Linked DNA regions of Mus musculus: all the other regions are linked to region 5. Evidence: chromatin contacts called from public Hi-C, promoter capture Hi-C and targeted proximity ligation data. All regions are on one chromosome and are shown on one strand. The core of a region is the stretch at or near the end of the contact, and the rest is flanking DNA. Distances in the headings are between cores, read along the strand shown. Region 1 holds the start of Nrxn2 (neurexin II). Region 2 holds the start of Cdc42bpg (CDC42 binding protein kinase gamma (DMPK-like)). Region 3 holds the start of Otub1 (OTU domain, ubiquitin aldehyde binding 1). Region 4 holds the start of Trmt112 (tRNA methyltransferase 11-2). Region 5 holds the start of Pacs1 (phosphofurin acidic cluster sorting protein 1). Region 6 holds the start of Men1 (multiple endocrine neoplasia 1).

Region 1 (2,700 bases), core at 163-2,662, 1.1 Mb after region 5:
GGGAGACTCCATGGGCAGGTCCCCTGTGAGTCACTTGGGTGTGTGTTTGCCCTTGAGTGTGCAGGTACCTGTGTATGCACAAGTATGCAGGTTATGGATCGAGTGTGTCCCCCCACCCCCCGTGGTGACTTACCATGGTGGGGCATCTCTGCAGTGTCCCTTTGTGTTTCTTGGAAACGCTGGGCACACATGAATAGGTGTGCATGGCTGTGTGCCCCCATGTGTATCTGCATACATTAGTGGTTGGACGTGTGTTCTTGCATATTGCCTCTGGCTAAGGAAATGCCAACTGCTACCAGCTGTGCAGATCACAGGCCCTGTAACAGAAATCAGGGGCCTGGAGAGAACTGGCAAAATGGTCTGCCACACACCCACGGCCACACCCACGCCGGCACACTGTCTCATTGAGAAGCCTTGTGTCCAACTTAGGTAATGGTATACACACCTAGGCGCTGGATCTACCTTTTCTCGGTGGAGTAAATGAAGAGGGGTGTTCCTTCCTCACACTCTGACACAAACACGGCGATGCAGACATTCTTACTGCAGAAGACTTGCACGCCAGGACCACACTCTGAAACTCACAGCTAAGGGTAGGAGCTCGAAGGGAAGATTCTACTAGATTTGTATTCAGTAACAGGGAGTGGGTAGCTTCCACCCCACCACTAGCCTTTTCCTACCCCAGAAAAGCCTTCCACAGGGGTGGAAAGCTGGTTCCAAACTCTGGGATTCCCATGAGTCTGGGCTGGGAAACCCCACTGTCTCTAGCTTAGAATCTTGCCAACCTCCAAGCTTCGTCCTTATCTCAGAAAAGCCCCTAGCTCTTCAGTTCCGGAGGCTTCCAGCTAGAGGATACAGAGACAGTGATTGGTAGGGTCTCTGCGAGCGACTGGAAAAGCCACTAGCAGTCCTGGGGTGGGAGAGGCTTCCTTGGCTCCGGGTAGCCCAGGCCAGCCCCCCCAGACTCAGCCAGCAGAGGGCGCTGTGGCCAAGGCCCTGCTCGGGTCCTGCTCTCTCGGTGCCTCAAGTCGGGGTTCAGTCCTCTCCTTTGGTTTGTCCCAGCCCTGGGCACTATCTTCGGGACCCGCCGGCAGGGGCGGGTGGGTGTGGGATCCAACAACCCAACCAAAGGTAGAAGGGGCTAGGGTACCTGGATTCCCAAGACCCCGAGCCTGGGGAGAGCACCTGCTGGGTTAAGAGGCCTGGACGTCCGGGCAAAGGTCCAGAGAGGTGGGAAAGGGCTCGGATGCCCTGGGGCCGGGACGCCTGGGTCCTCGCGGAGGAGGGAGGCGGGTCATGGAGCCGCGGGACTGGCGGCTTCTGCATCTTCGCATTGGCTGTGCCACTCGTCCGTCAGTGTTGCGTGGCCCAATGCGTGTGCTTGGGGGGCGGGTCCTGGTGCTGATGCTGCCGTCAGTCGGTGTTGCAGGGATGCGGCGGCGGGAGCAGCCGCCCTGACTCTCAGAGCATCCTCCTCGGAGCGGCACCGCGGCGGGGCGGGCGGGGACGCGGCGGGGACCAGGAGGCGCGAGGCAGCCGATATCGCTGGCCCAGGATCTGTTACCTGCCGTAGACCCAGCGGTCTCTAGGCTCGGATCCCTACCCTTCAGCTCCTGGCGCCCCCAAAACCAGGTATGGGGGGGGGGCTGCGGCGGAGACGGGTGGGGGGCGGGAGCCAATCGGGGGAGGGGAGCGGGTCGGAGGGGGCGGCGGATGCAGAAAGGACGGATTGGGGGGCGGGGGCGCCGAGCAGAGAGGGCTGGCTGGGTGACAGCGAGGAGGCGAAGCCGCTGGGGGAGGTTGGGGGACTCCCTGTGGAAGGGGCATTGGCCCTGAGCTGGGGCGAATGCAAGGTGGTGAGGGAGGGTCGATGGGGGAAGGGGGTCTGAAGGAGGGGCATCCATAGGGCTGTGAGAAGGGCTCTGAAATAGGGGTGGGGGGAGGTCCCAGTCTATGCTGGTCCTGGCAGCTGGAAGCAGTGATGGACCAGAGAAGCTGCGAGCTGTTGTGGTCTGAAGGGTCTGCAGGGGAGAAACACTGGTCTTAGTGGGAGAGGAGGCAGGCTGGAGAGAGGTTTGGGAAGTGGAGAGGGAGGTCTGGGGGCAACCACTGAAGAAAAGACTACTGGGGGATGGGAGCCAAGGGGAGAGGAGGTTATCAGGAGGGAGCAGAGGGGAAGATGCCAGGATGCTCTAGGCATAGATGAGTCTGTGACGGGGAAGAGCTGGACAAGATGGGGGGCCTGAGGGAGAGGAGAGAAGCTTGCTGGGGAGAGCTGGGGGGTGACAGAGAGGGAAACCGGTCGAAGGAGGCTCTGCTTGGCTGAGAATATACTTGAGGGCAGCGGTGGGGCTCTGGTCACAGAGTACTGGAAGGGTAGAGGAGTCTTCTGAGCCCTGGGCTTATCCCTCCACCTCAAAGAGGTGGGAACCATTTCTCATGCTCCAGCCTTCTCCCCCAGAGGGAGGAGCAGTCTGCCTGGGTTCTTTGGGATGGGGGTATGACCACAAGGACCCTGGGTGGGCTCCTGGAGGTGAAATTGGATTTGTGGGGGTTATTGGGCTGTTCCAGTTGCCTTTGCCGTCACCCCCTCTTGAGGCATCCAGGGCCTTAATGAACCGGCAGGGATGGGAGGGGTAGTTCCTTGGTGCTCCACAGCGAAAGGGTGCCCAGCTCCACAGTGCTCAAGAAAATCTGAGGGGG
Region 2 (2,772 bases), core at 100-2,599, 1.0 Mb after region 5:
TACGCCTGGGAATTCTGGGTCATTCTTGACTACATAGTGTGTTCCAGATCAGCCTAGTTTATATGAGAGGATAAAAACAACACCAACAACAAAAACCGTAAATCCAAACTCCAGTCTGCCCTCCCTGACCCTCCCTTGGCAGTGCCATGGCATTGAATTTGAATCCTGAGTCTCTTTCCCAGCCTGATAGATCTGGAAAGAAATATATGCCTGTGTTTTCCCCATTTCAAATTGTGGACCTCATGGAGAAGGGGCTTCTGTAAAGATCAAATGAGAGACCTACAGTGGTTGGTTGGTTTTTTTTTTTTTTTTTTTTTGTTTTGTTTTTTTTTTACAGGGTTTCTCTGTATAGCCCTGGCTGTCCTGGAACTTACTCTGAAGACCAGGCTGGCCTGGATCCCAGAGATCTACCTGTTTTTGCCTCCCAAGTACTGGGATTAAAGGCGTGCACTCCCACACCACCACCCCAACATAACCCCTGTAATGTTTCTAGACCCCGTTAGATGGGATTTGGGTGTCCCACTCACTTTGCCCCTGCAAACATTCAGAATGCTTCCTCCCTCAACGCTGATGACTCGATCCTGTCAAGGTCTTCAGCTTGCAGTCTGGAAGGAGAGGCAAGCCCTCTAAGTAGGCCTTTAAACAAGTTGTTCAAAAGACACCAGAGCACCCTTCTCTTTGGTATCTGGCCTGTCACCATCAAGACCAACACAGATGGCCAGAAATAAAAAACCTCCCTGGACACAGCCAGCACCTCCACCTCCTTTGCCTCCATCAGCACATCTCAAACTTCTTGTGCCCTCCACGTTCCAGTTCAGGGCCTTGTTCCCGCCAAAGCCTTGAAAATCAGTCCCATCTAGGTCCACACGAGAATCTAGTTTCAGAGACCCCCTACCCTCAGCCTTCCAAAGCCGCAGTGTATTCATGCTAAATGAGTGTGCCCATCCTACCTCAACTACATGTCTCTGGGTTAGTTTTAAGGATTTAAAGGAGATCAGAAACTTTTGGGGGTAGATGGGTGTGTTGCCTTAGCGCCGCTTTCAAACCGAGGCCAGAGCGGACTACAACTCCCATCCGGCTTCAGGGCCGCAACCGTCCCTAGCCCCTCTGGCCTGGCTAAGGGACAGGCCGCTGGCCGGGTCCCGCGGGAAGTTGCGCTAGGCTCTGTCTAGGTTAGTGTCTCATGAGGGTCTAGGTGGCGCTGGGACTGGGGTGGCACCGTGATCAGAGGGGCCTTTTGCGACCCCAACGGACCCCCTCCAACCCCGCCCAGGAGTTACTTTTCGTGGCCCGCCCTCCCACTTCCTGGACGAGGGTCGGCCCCGCCCCCGCGCGCCTCCGCCTTCCCACCTTCACCTTCAGCCGCGGCTCCCATTGGCCGGCGCGCACCTGCCCGTCCGTCGGGGGCGGGCTTGGAGGGCGGGGCGGGCGACCAGGTGAAGGAGCGCGGGTGGCGACCGAGGAAGGTGACAGCGGGGAGGGCGGGAGGGAGGGGGGAAGCCGCGCAGAACGAGCCACGGGACCACAGACGGACCGCCGGGCGGACGGACGGACGGGGCATGCGGGCGGCCTGGCTCTAGCCCGGGTTTCGGGGCTCCAGCGGCAGCCATGGAGCAGCGGCTGCGTGCGCTGGAGCAGCTGGTACGGGGCGAAGCTGGTGGCAGCCCAGGGCTCGACGGCCTCCTGGATCTGCTGCTGGGGGTGCACCAAGAGCTCAGCAGCGCCCCCCTGCGCCGGGAGCGTAACGTGGCGCAGTTTCTGAGCTGGGGTGAGTGGTCCGGGCAACACCCGGGAAGGGAAGCTGGAGGGACGACAACACCTGGAGCTTTGTGCCCCCAGACCTTTTCCCGGGAGTGGCATATTCCTGAAACTTCCTCATTGTGCTGTATCTAACGCTTGCCGTTGGTCTCCACAGCCCGCTCGCTCACCTGCACCTTACTTCAAACTCCCAGAGACAGGTACATAAGGTACACTTCCCACATACCCTGCTACAGACCCCAGACATGTTGCCAATACACATCTTTCACAACGGTCACCTCATGCTCTACCTAGAACATACATTTAGGCGGACACCGTTTTGTGTGACATAAACATACAGACTTTCTCTATTTCCTCCGTTCTTCAAGAGGACGGGCACTTTGTTCTAGGACCCCTCTCACCTGTCACACACTCAAAAGTCCTCGTCCTTCACCTTGCAGACAAGTCTCCTTACTTCAATCCCTAGCCGGGACCAAGAACCAACCTCAACCCCTTTGGAGGATTTGGGGTCTTGTTAGAAGTGGTTTTATTTGATTCGTCTGAATCCTTGGGAATGGCTGACTTAGGGTGATCCTAAACCCAATGTGGGCACTGGACACATCTGGCCAGGCTTTGGTGAGGAGGGCATGGGAATTGGGCCTGAAACATGGGGTGTTTACCCTGTAGGCGATCAGAGTTCTTGGTGCTCCTGAGCTATGGGCAGACACAAGGCTAGGCCAAATATGGATGGGGGTCTACCAGCCAGTCCTGCCATTTCTTTCTGGGGTGAGAGCAGTTAGACGGCCCTGCCCCCGTTGCCTGCCTGTTTCTCTGTGACTCTTCTGTGTTTTACAAGTGTCTGATTTGTCATCACTCCCACATGACACCTGTACCTGGGTGTGTGCATGTGGCACATGTGTGTGTGTTTACACATATGTGTGTTTCTCCCTGCCTGCCTCTGGCACCTCTGCTTGGGACCCCAACACAGGGCATGTCTGTTGACTTCTCCCGAGGTAACTCCAAGGCCGGGTGTGA
Region 3 (2,700 bases), core at 121-2,620, 1.9 Mb after region 5:
TAAGTAAAATGACAAGTAAAGATCACCCCCAAAGCTCTCTTGCAGCCCCGATATTCCTTCCTCCCTGCCTTCTAAAAGCACTGTGTAGCATCTAGGGAATGCTCTGGGGAAGGGAGCTCTGGGAGAAAGCAGGATGAAGGGGTGGAGCCCTAGGAAGAATGAGTGCATCCTGTAAGCATGCACTTTACTGAGACACGCCCTTTGTCCTTCTGTGGTCCCCTGTATTGTTCATTTTCCAAATTAAAAAACAAAAAACAAAAACCAGAGGTAACTCCATCTTGTCCAAGGTCAAGTCCACATTTGTAAAATTCCAGTCTGAGCTCTTGGACATGTCACTTGCCAAAGTCCTCTCCCCTCACCTCTAGAATGGATTAATGCCATCACCTTGCTCCCATCATCAAAATATGCTGGGATCCTGCCAGCAGCAACTACTACCTAAGCACTCTCTAGAGTCATCCACGGATTCGGGACGTTCGTTCTGAGGACTCTAAGCAGCTATTGTAGGAGTTTCTAGTCTTGGATCCTTCTTAGATGTGATGGAGAACAATTTCTTTCTGCGTATCTGGGTTTCCTAGTCCTCAACCTCTAGAATATAGTGTGGAGTTAGAGTAGGGTGTGCGAGTATGACTGGCTTTTTAAAGCCAATCCTTTGGGGCCTGGTTATCCTAGGTTCTCAGCTGAGCTTCCCACCATGTCCTACAACAGGACTGTCCCTCCCACTCAACAGACTTACTCAACCCCTAGAGCTCAAGTTCTCGGGAGACAGGGAGAAGGTGTGACTGGTTTCTGTCTTTTTTTAAAGACCAAGAATCTAGGAAAACAATGCCTGGATCCGCTCAAAGGTGCTGTAAGGCCAGCACAAGCTCTAAGGCAAAGAGCCGCCAATGGCATCCCGAACGGCCCAGCAGGGACTTCGTCCTTGGAAGCCCGGCGTTCCTCAACGCCTTTCAGCAGCTCGGCCCCGGCCTAGGCCTCGGCTTGACTGCTAGGTCTCCGGCGGGCTGACTGTGGGAGCCGGCCGAGGCCACGGGACCGGCGGAGGCGGGGCGGCCCAGGCCCCGCCCCAGGCGTGCGCGAGAGGCCGAGCCCCGGCCCCGGCCGCCCCGCCCGGCCGGGGGTCGCCGCGGCCCTGCTTCCATTGTGAGGGGGAGGGGAGGAGACGCGGGGAAGGGCTCGGTCGCACGCTGCGCCTACTCCCCAGGGCCCTGACTCCCCGAGTTCCTCGGGAACGGCGGGCCGTGGATTGCCCCCGCTAGCCCGGGAAGGACATCCTTCCCTCCGTTCGTACCTTCGGAGTCGCTACCCAGTGGCTCCTGCTTCTGCTGCTGAGGTTCCTCCGCCGCCATCTTTAAACAGCGCCGCACTGGCGATCGCTTCCGGGTTATTAATTGCCCTCCTCCCGGAAGGGAGCCCCTCCTTGTGGCCCCTCCTTCGCAACGCCCCTAGCAACAGGCTCCCTTTGGCAGTCGTCAGGGCCTGGGCTGCTCCTGCTGCCCTGGAGAGCTTGGGGGGACGCCACGCGCGCTTCCACATTCCACTTTCCCAAAGGTCCTGCGGGGCTAAGGACCTCCTCGAGTCATTTCTGTTTTCTGTATACTGAAGTTTGAAACGCAGGTTGTGTAACTAAGATAAGGAACAAGATGGAATTAAAGTCACTAGAAGGTTAATCCCAGCTGCGCGTACTTTCAAGGTACAGGACGGTAGCTGCAGTGCGGAGCGCAGAGCCACCTCGAGACAGGAAGTGGTGACAACCTCCTGACGCCCTTCGGAGCCTTCGCGGCCTCTCGCCTCTCACCACTGAGCCTGTTCTCTAAAGCTGTAAAGACCTGTTTCCAGCACGGGGAGCATCTTCCCTTGATACCAAAACCAAAACCCTCGACCTAACTTTAGGCTATATGTCCTCGTATTTGAGAAAGCAGAGCCACTTAAAAGCAAGAATTTGAGTCCATAATCCGAACATGTGAAAGGTGGAGAAAGAATGGAGGATCCGGCGTTCAAGGTAATCGTGGAGTTTCAGGCAAGGCTTGGCTACAAGAGACCCTGTCTCAAACAGACCAGACCAAACCAAACAAAACCTGAGCCAAAAAGTGGCCATCTTTGCTAATTTTTGCCGAAGCTACCCATTTTCTTTGAGTTATGTCTCCATTCTGAGAAATGGACATTCCCATTTGCAGGCCCTGTGTACCCTGAAAAGCAAACACCAGAGCGTTTGCAGGAAAAGGCATTTACTTCTTGGTAGCCTGGCTATAGCCATCACTGAGCCACACAGATTCCTTTTACCCTCCAGAATATCAGTTCTCTGTCCTTACTAGTCCCAACTCCAGCTCCTGTATGGTCGGTCTACCAGTCCAGGTAACTGGAGGCCAGGGTGGAAAGCACTCTTAAAGATTTAGAAAAATCAGGCCGGGCTGTGGTGACCCATGTCTTTAATCCCAGCACTTGGGAGGCAGAGGCAGGAGGATTTCTGAGTTCGAGGCCAGCCTGGTCTACAGAGTGAGCTCCAGGACAGCCAGGGCTACACAGAGAAACCCTGTCTTGAAAAACCAAAAAAATTTTAGAAAAATCAAGTACAGACTAGGCATGGTAATTCCAGCACTAGGGAGGCATGTGGATCTCTGAGTAGAGGTCAGCCTGGTCTACACAGTGAGTTTCAGACTCACAGACTACATAGAGAAACCCTGTATCAAAATAAATAAATAA
Region 4 (2,738 bases), core at 206-2,705, 1.6 Mb after region 5:
ATTTCTGTCCTCGCTCTCCTGTATGTCCTGCCTGCCCCACATCCTACATGACTGATTCTGCTTAAGGCCAGTTGGTGGCAACAGAGAAAGGGAGAGGCCTTCTCAAGTGTTGCAATACTGTATAAACAAGCCACCCAAGATGGGTCAATGCACAGAGGAGGGGTACAGAGGGCTATGTTTGGGGTTGAGAAACCGCCTGGTAACAGGCAGGAAGAAAAATCCTATCCACACACCAGGAGAAACACTTTGGAAAACCAGGTTAGCTATGTAAGCCAAAATGTTCAGGATGTAGGCTCTTGGGGTCGGTGGGAAGTGTCAGCCCACCTGGGGGCTTTCAGAGCCACAAGAGGAAAGGAAGGCTGAGGTGGGTAGGTAAAGGTGCCCACCACCAAGCCTGGTCAACTGAGCTCTAGCCCCACAAGCGACATGGTAGATAGAACTGACTCCTGAGAAAATTGTCCTCTGACCACCACACTCACATGCCTGTTACCAAACACACACACTAAGTACATGTTTAAAAGTTTTTCTTTTTTCTTCTTTTTATAAAGGGCCTTTAATCCTAACATTCGGGACGCAGAGTCAGACAGATCTCTAGGAGTTTGAGGCCAGTCTGGTCTACACACCAAGTTCCTGGCCAGCCAAGACTATATAGTAAGTCAACCTCTGTCTCTGTGTGCCCCCCCCCTTCCTTCCCTCCCTCCATCCCTCCCTTCCTCTCTCCCTCCCTCTCTCTTTCTCTAAAAATTAAGTCCAAAAACAGGAGAGGGGATAGGTTCAAGAATTCCCAGAAAGATCAAACAGAAGGGCGGGATCGGGGTGAGCATACATAGAGTGGAAACAGAAGTGGAAAAGATCAACCCAGGTCCCCAAGGGACCATGGCTCTTTCAAAAGATGAGATGAAATGGAGTTTAGTACAATCACAAAAGTGCTGGGGCTTTGGGGAAAGGGTTGGAAAAGCTGCCAAGCGGCAAAAGAGGCATTTTAAGAATGTGGGAAATGACATAGCATTCGGTCGCTTGAAAATGGTGGGGACTTGTCCCTGGACGTGGCATAGATGTGAGAGGGCAGCTCAAGAAATGTCCCAGGACGGAGAAGCAGAGACAGGGTCTTACAAAAAACATGACAAGAAGAAACGTCAAGGAGGACAGCCCGAGACCCCGCGTGGAACCCAAAGAGACGCGATAGGCTGGACCCAGGAAAGGTAAAACCGGTCACCTTGATCGGGGCCATGGTCACCGCGGAGCTGCTGAAGCTGCGGGCTCCGCCACACTCCCAACCTGCTTCTTTCCGGCCTGCTCTGCCTGCCAAGCACGTCGATGCACGGAGCACAGAACTGGCTTTGCAGCCCAGGACTCGAAGCCCCAGCTGTAGCATACCCGCCCCGCTGCCGCAGCCCACCCGCAGATGGCTCTGCCCACAGGAGGTGGATGCAGGGACAGCTCCGCCCACGCCGCACGTCCCACGTCGCAGCCACAGCGCCGGCTTAGAGGGGCAGGGCCGTGACGCACTACGACGCGGCGGGGCTCTCAGGGCTCGCACACCTTCTTCAATCGCAGAAAGAGGTGCCTGGTTTACCGACGTGACAGTTCGTGACCCATAGCCGCAAACAGAGGTCGGGGATGATCTGGCTGAGCCTCAAATGTGTTCGTTTTACCTGCGCCGTAACGCAGCCGGTTTACACGTGACTTGCATAGTGTGTACTCTCTTCAGCGAGCGGGATTCGGCGTAAGCCTTTGCAGTCTCCCCGAGAAACGCTTCCGGTACCAGGACGTGACCCAACACAGTCCTTCCGATCTCGGCTGCCGCCAAGCCCCCCAAAAGGTCCCCTAAGTCGGCCACTTCCGGTCCGGCGAAGAGTTCAACGGCTTCAAAGCGGAAGTGGTAGAAAGGAGAAGTGTGGACTCCTTCCGGTTCCGGCCTCACGCGCTCCGCTGTGACAACATGAAACTGCTCACCCACAATCTCCTAAGCTCCCATGTGCGGGGCGTGGGCACGCGTGGCTTCCCGCTGCGCCTGCAGGTAACTGCACAAGGGTTCATCGCCCATATAGTTCAGGGTGGAGCCTCCGGGACCCGGACCTACCTCGCTAAACCTTTTTACCGCCCCCCCCCCCCCGCAGGCCACTGAGGTCCGCATCAACCCCGTGGAGTTCAACCCGGAGTTCGTGGCGCGGATGATCCCCAAAGTGGAGTGGGCGGCGCTTGTGCAGGCAGCGGACACCGTAAGGACCCCGCCCCTTCTGTCGCCCCTTGGGGGCGGGCTCAGGCTCTGAGCCTCTTCCCTGCCCGGACGGCCTCGGTGTTCGTGTGCCCACTGACCACGTACGCTTCCTTTCCACAGTTAAACTTGGCCGAGGTACCCAAAGAGCCGACTGAAGGCTATGAGCACGACGAGACATTTTTGAGGAAGATGCACCACGTGTTGCTTGAGGTGAGAATCCTTGGGCATCGCCTGCCCAGACCTCCCACTGAGGCTACCGGTGCTTAGCTTTGTCCTGCTCCCCTGCAGGTTGATGTACTGGAGGGCACCCTGCAATGCCCAGAATCTGGTCGTCTTTTCCCCATCAGCCGCGGGATCCCCAATATGCTGTTGAATGATGAGGAGACTGAGACGTAACCTTGCTAGCCGCCACTTTGGTATTTTGTTGACTGTGTGTTTCTGTTGTACGGTCTGTTAAATAGACGTGTCATGTGTGACCCCCAAACTCCCCCCAGTGACTCACCGACCACCGTGTACT
Region 5 (2,700 bases), core at 168-2,667:
TTGTGCTTACTGGGCAAAACCAACCCTGCAGGCTGTCTTAGCATAGGGTCAATCCAACACACTGTCCCCAAAGAAGTATATACAACAACTGCTTTGCCATAGAGAAACAAGCATAATTTTTTGATGCAAGTTTTCAGATAGTTCCAATGGACAGAAAAATGGGTTGAATTTAGGAACAAGGCAGTCATTTTACAGAGCTCATAGGAACCTGGAGACTCTGTGACCAGTATCTAGTGGAGGAGGAAATGAAAACTTGCATTTAAGAACACATTCAACTGATGTCCAAACTAAGAGCACAGAGTACCCAGAGAATGTGTGTAGCATGAAGAACATATGAATGTATGTACTGAACCCCCAAGTGTTAACCAGCTTTACCTGCAACAGGTGACAAATGAATTTGGCACATGCTAAGTACGTTGGGAAAGAACTATATCAAAGCCATCTTTACCACATCTGTGTAACATTAACATATGTACAGCCCACGGGCGCCAGTGAGGCAGGAAGAAGAGTGACTTACTGACCGTAAGGAAGGCCAGATTCGGTCAGACCCAGCCAAGGAAGGCCACTGGGCTGGGTCCCCGAGGCCACCATTGCTCCAGGAGGACAGGAGGGTGGTTCGAGCCAAGGCGGAAGGTGGGACTGCTGGAGAGGGCAGGCCCACACAACAGTCTTGGAAGGCCCAGGAGAAGACAGCCCCCACCCCCCAAAGCCAAGATGAGCTAGGAGTGGAGGACGTACCCTCCACTCGCCCCGGAGAGATGGGGAGGCGGGGCCTGTCACAGAGCCAGCCTGGCGGTCCCCTAGGCCAACACCTTTTCCCAGCCGCCCGTTGCTCACCTGGGCACGCAGCTGGATGAGCTCCGGTCCACCTCCCAGGTAGCATACAAATTCATCTGCACTGGGGCGGGGGTGCGGCCTGGTCCTGGACCGCCCGGAGGCGCAGAGCCCGAGGCCACCGCGACGGCCATGGAGGTGGAGGTGGAGGAGGACGAGGAGGAGGCGGCCGCAGCCGAGGTGGACGAGGAGGACGAGGTGGCCTGGGCCAGCTTGGGGGGCGTCGGCTGTTGAGGCTGCGGCGGCTGCTGCTGCGGCTGCTGCTGCGGGGACTGGGCGACCCCAGAGCCCCGCTGACTGCTGCCGCCCCCGGAGCCTCCGGGACCACCGCCCGCCCCTCCGCGTTCCGCCATGGCCTGGCCAGGGGAGGAAGGGGCGCGGGGCTTACGCAGACTGAGGGCACGCGAGCGACTCTCAGGCTTCCCCCCGCGGCGGCAGCGGCTCAGCGCGTCTCCTCAGAACGCCCGGCGGAGCGCGAGCCACCAGCGAATCTGCACGCACGCGCGGGCTTTCGCTGCGCGCGGTCCTCGCGCTCGCCCGCCGCCGCCTGTTGCGGCCCGCGAGGCCCAGACACTGGGTGGGCGTGTCCGAAAGGGGCGGGGAGCCGCGGCCCCACCCAGACCGGCGCCGAGGGGCGGGGCCAGACTCGCGCTCGGCCCCGCGGCCCCCGGGAAGGGGCTACAGCCCGCGCGCTCTCGCGGCGCGGCCCTGGAGTCCCTAGCAGGCCTCGGCGTGCAGGCTCCGCGCCCCTCCTCCCTCCGCCCTCCTCGGGCGGCTGCTACCCCGCCAGCGGAAACCCGGGTTTTCCGGGGCGCGGTCCCGGACCGGAGAAGACTGTACGAGAGCGCGCTCAGCCCCTGGGATCTGCAGTACACGTAGTTCTGGTCACGCGTTGCATGGAAATCGGATAGCCCGCTGTGGCGACCCCTTCTGTGGTTATTTCGCCCACTTCTGCAAAAGAAGCAGTAGGTAGAGATCCAGGGGCCGGCCACCACCTAAGGAGCTTAAGTTCCAGCTTGACTGTGGGCAGGAGCCAGTTGAGCTAAGGTTGTCTAGGTCCAACAGCCTTTCTTGGTACAGCGCCCCCGACACAGCCTTCTTTACAAAAGTCCCAGAGTGCCTCGGTGCTTTCTCAATTTCTAGAATTCTATTTCTCTCAAGGCCTGATCAGCTGCCATCCCCACACACCCCCACCCTACCTAGAGCTCTTGCACTCTCCTACACCCACACCTTCTCCCCAGTACTTGAGCAAATGTTATGGAATCCTGTGCTCCAACCTAGTCTAGTTTTTCAAAAAACTTCTCAGAACTCAGTGACGAAGACAAAACAAGCCCTTCAAACCCACCCACCCACCAACACACACACACACTAGTAAATCCAAGTAGTTAGCCAGTACTCTGGAACAATTGAGATTTTATTTAGAGACAGATGTTCTCCAATAGGTAAGAAATCGGCCTTTCTGCCACAAGGTCAATGAGGAAGGCCTGACCTGGCCTACTTCCCTAGCCTACAGTTACTTCCCAGCCTAGCCACGGTGCTAAGCTGGCTATTTTTATTCCCCACGGACAAAGCAGTAAGGTCAGACCAGACCCAAAGGTACCTTCAGCAGAGCCTTCACACACAGGAGGGGTAGGGATAGTGAACTACCCACAAGTTCAGTTCAGAACTACAGTCCCATAGTCCTATGGGCCATCTGTGATTACAGGCAAGAAGTAGATGCTTTTGCAGAAGCTAAAAGAGAGAGAGGTTCAAGAGCGCCTGTATTCATCCTTCCTTGGGAAACAGCTTTATTTACAAAACAAGTCTAAAATAAGAACAGGAAGTGACGAGCCTAGGGAGTCCAGATCTAGCTTTAGGGAGCCACAG
Region 6 (2,700 bases), core at 63-2,562, 1.1 Mb after region 5:
CTTCTTTATGACTCTCTCTGTCTTCTTCCCTTTACACAGGCTCTCTCTCTGAACCTGCAGCTAGGTCGTTAGGCAGGAAGTCCCAAGACCCTCCTCCCTTTAACCCCCACACTGACCCCATTCCCCATCCATGCCCTATAATGCTAGGATTCCAAACGTATAAGTGAATTCTGGGTATTTGAACTCAGGTCCTCCTACTGGTACAACAAAAGGCTCTCAGCTGCTACATCATCTCCTCAGCTTCATCTATTGAGGTCTTGGTCTCAGACAAAAAGACTTCGTTTTGGAAACAGGGTCATTACAGACTTCGTGAATTAAGATGAGGTCATGAAGCCTTGTGGGAGGGGTGGTGCCATGTGGACTGGTGGTGAACATCTATAATCCCAGCATGGTGGAGGCTGAGGCAGGAATATTGTGAGTCTGTGGCCAGTCTGAACTAAAAAGCAAGATCCTGTCTAAGGTAAAACTGACCTTGAACTTCCTGATTTTTTTTTTCTTTTCTTTCCTTAATTTTATTTTACCTATGTGTGTGCATAAGGTGCCTGCTTGGAGCCTGCAGAGGACAGCAGAGAACATTGGACCTCCTAAAGTGGGGCTAAAGACCCAGTTGTGAGCAAACATGTACATACTGGGAACGCAGGGTCCTGAGCCAGAGCCGCCAGGGCTCTTAACTCTGAGTCATCTCTGAAGTCCACCCTGAGTTCCTTGCCTCTAATTTCAAGGACTGGTATTGGATCATAGACCAGTCTTGCCTTGAGCTCACCAAAATCCTTCTGCCTCCGCCGTACTGTGTTCAGCCTTGCATTCTTTTTAGGTGTGGATGTTTCGTCTGCCTTTTTATGTGTGTGCACCAAGTCAAGCTTGGTGGAGGTCAGAGAAAAGCATGGGTCCTCTGGAAGTGGAGTTACAGATGGTGAGCCACAATGTGGGTGTGGGGACCTAAACTTGATCCCAGGTCCTTTGCAAAAGCAACAAGTGCTCTGAACAGCTGAACCAGGTCTCCAGCCTCCTTGTAGTGTTTTAGAGCAACAGTTTCCCTCACATCTTAAACTGGCCATAATACACACTGCAGGGGCGCTACTGCGCCTGAGTTTAATCCTAGGACTACAATCTCCCAGAAGTCACGGAGGAACTTCTTCTGGCGTGATCCTAGATGACCAATCGTTGAGGAGCTCAGCTTACCCGCCCTGGAGCAGCAGGACTACTTCTTCCATAAGCCATTGCGGGTTTGGCTGTCATTTTCAGATTTAGAGAGGGCCGGGTGAGCAAGGACTCCCCATTTCCCAGCAGGCAGTGCGGCCATAGGAGGCGCGGGACTTCATTTCCCAGCAGGCTTCAGGCGGCGGGCGCCGCGGTGCCTTGTGTGGGATGTAAGCGCGGAGGTGGGCGCGGGGGACCGAAGCCGGGACTCTCCTTGGGACTTGTGGGAGGCTGGTTTGGGTTTGCCTTCTGGACAGGCTCCAGAGGGCCGGGTAGAGATTGTAGGGACTGGAGGGGCGGCCTTTGAGGGTCCCCAATAGGTCTTTGGGAGCAGCCTCATCGGGGCTGGGGGTCCCGGAATTGTAAGGAACTAGAAGGCCCTATATAGCCTTGGTTGAAGGGTCTCAGAAACCGAGCCGCCGCCCGTGAGCACAGGACGAAGCGGCTGGCGAAGCAGAATTGTGGCGGAGGGTAGAGCCTTAGCCGAGCCTGGGAGGGGGCTCTCTCGCCGAGCCCGACCCTCCCTCCCTCGGCTCGCCCGCAGGCCACCGCCCGCCGCCATGGGGCTGAAGGCCGCCCAGAAGACGCTGTTCCCTCTGCGCTCTATCGACGACGTGGTGCGCCTGTTTGCTGCAGAGCTGGGCCGAGAGGAGCCTGACCTGGTGCTCCTGTCCTTGGTCCTGGGCTTCGTGGAGCATTTCCTGGCTGTCAACCGTGTCATCCCCACCAACGTGCCGGAGCTCACCTTCCAGCCCAGCCCCGCACCCGACCCTCCTGGTGGCCTCACCTACTTCCCGGTGGCCGACCTATCCATCATTGCTGCCCTCTATGCCCGATTCACCGCTCAGATCCGCGGCGCTGTGGACCTCTCCCTCTATCCTCGAGAGGGAGGTGTTTCTAGTCGCGAACTGGTAAAAAAGGTCTCGGATGTCATATGGAACAGCCTCAGCCGCTCCTACTTCAAGGACCGGGCCCACATCCAGTCCCTCTTCAGCTTCATCACAGGTTGGAGTCAGACAGGTGGTCAGGAGAGCAAATGAGTGTTGTCTTACCTCTTCTCATGTCTGAACAATATGGCTTATAGCCCTTTTGAGACTTGTAAACCTTGTGTGGTGGGGCAGGTATTATTTCTCCTTCGCAGTTGTGGAAAGAGAATTCTGAAGAGGGGAATGTCAGAATGACAGGGCTGAGACTGGAACCTGGTCATTTGGTGCCAGCTTTTACTCCCCAGTCTTTCAACAGTCCCAGCCCTGCCATTGAATAGCCAGAGGGATCTGGCAGCCCAACATATGGGGAAAGAAGGTGGTAGCAGACTGGGGAGGTAGGACAAATGGGTGGGTACATTTGAGACAATTAAGATTATACCTTTGAAAATATTTTGAAAGGAAGCACGGGCTTGACTAAGGACAAAGTGCTTCAGCTCTCCGTGCAATGTACTGAGCAAGCATCTGAGGCCTCTTGTGAGCTTTGAGGAAAAAAGTGCAGAGATAAATCAGAACA

The links. Promoter capture Hi-C pulls out the DNA fragments that hold promoters and counts their contacts. A called contact is a pair of places that touch in the nucleus more often than the background predicts.
Region 1: a contact with region 5 is called in a Hi-C map of B cells, with 8 read pairs. A contact is called at or near these places in 2 of 39 promoter capture datasets (liver and pre-B cells), 1 of 484 Hi-C or Micro-C datasets (B cells) and 2 of 9 other capture datasets (adipose tissue and liver).
Region 2: a contact with region 5 is called in a promoter capture Hi-C map of liver, with 4 times the contacts expected there. A contact is called at or near these places in 2 of 39 promoter capture datasets (liver and pre-B cells).
Region 3: a contact with region 5 is called in a targeted proximity ligation map of pancreatic cancer cells. A contact is called at or near these places in 1 of 39 promoter capture datasets (erythroid cells) and 1 of 130 datasets of targeted methods (pancreatic cancer cells).
Region 4: a promoter capture Hi-C map of liver shows a contact between it and region 5, with 2.7 times the contacts expected there. A contact is called at or near these places in 2 of 39 promoter capture datasets (cranial neural crest and liver).
Region 6: a promoter capture Hi-C map of erythroid cells shows a contact between it and region 5, with 4 times the contacts expected there. A contact is called at or near these places in 4 of 39 promoter capture datasets (cranial neural crest, erythroid cells and liver), 1 of 130 datasets of targeted methods (pancreatic cancer cells) and 1 of 9 other capture datasets (liver).

Annotation. Positions count from the first base shown.
Region 1 is chr19:6,417,344-6,420,043 of GRCm38.p6, forward strand. It overlaps Nrxn2 (neurexin II), which reads left to right and starts at 1,413. Exons shown (of 23, transcript NM_001205234.2): 1 at 1,413-1,629. It overlaps Gm14965 (a long non-coding RNA gene), which reads right to left and starts at 1,419. Exons shown (of 3, transcript XR_879495.2): 1 at 1,148-1,419; 2 at 134-317.
Region 2 is chr19:6,305,108-6,307,879 of GRCm38.p6, forward strand. It overlaps Cdc42bpg (CDC42 binding protein kinase gamma (DMPK-like)), which reads left to right and starts at 1,350. Exons shown (of 37, transcript NM_001033342.1): 1 at 1,350-1,768. The coding sequence starts at 1,609. It overlaps Gm52380 (a long non-coding RNA gene), which reads right to left and starts at 1,439. Exons shown (of 3, transcript XR_003952842.1): 1 at 1,357-1,439; 2 at 528-605.
Region 3 is chr19:7,204,914-7,207,613 of GRCm38.p6, forward strand. Otub1 (OTU domain, ubiquitin aldehyde binding 1) reads right to left here and starts at 1,371. Exons shown (of 7, transcript NM_134150.2): 1 at 1,289-1,371. The coding sequence starts at 1,346.
Region 4 is chr19:6,908,243-6,910,980 of GRCm38.p6, forward strand. It overlaps Trmt112 (tRNA methyltransferase 11-2), which reads left to right and starts at 1,456. Exons shown (of 4, transcript NM_001166370.1): 1 at 1,456-2,020; 2 at 2,121-2,222; 3 at 2,342-2,431; 4 at 2,510-2,738. The coding sequence starts at 1,943. The coding sequence ends at 2,617. Prdx5 (peroxiredoxin 5) reads right to left here and starts at 1,864. Exons shown (of 6, transcript NM_012021.3): 1 at 1,217-1,864. The coding sequence starts at 1,375. It overlaps Esrra (estrogen related receptor, alpha), which reads right to left. Exons shown (of 7, transcript NM_007953.2): 7 at 2,735-2,738.
Region 5 is chr19:5,271,702-5,274,401 of GRCm38.p6, forward strand. Pacs1 (phosphofurin acidic cluster sorting protein 1) reads right to left here and starts at 1,418. Exons shown (of 24, transcript NM_153129.3): 1 at 838-1,418. The coding sequence starts at 1,187. It overlaps Sf3b2 (splicing factor 3b, subunit 2), which reads right to left. Exons shown (of 21, transcript NM_030109.2): 21 at 2,220-2,700.
Region 6 is chr19:6,333,701-6,336,400 of GRCm38.p6, forward strand. It overlaps Men1 (multiple endocrine neoplasia 1), which reads left to right and starts at 1,313. Exons shown (of 10, transcript NM_001168489.1): 1 at 1,313-1,382; 2 at 1,745-2,205. The coding sequence starts at 1,761.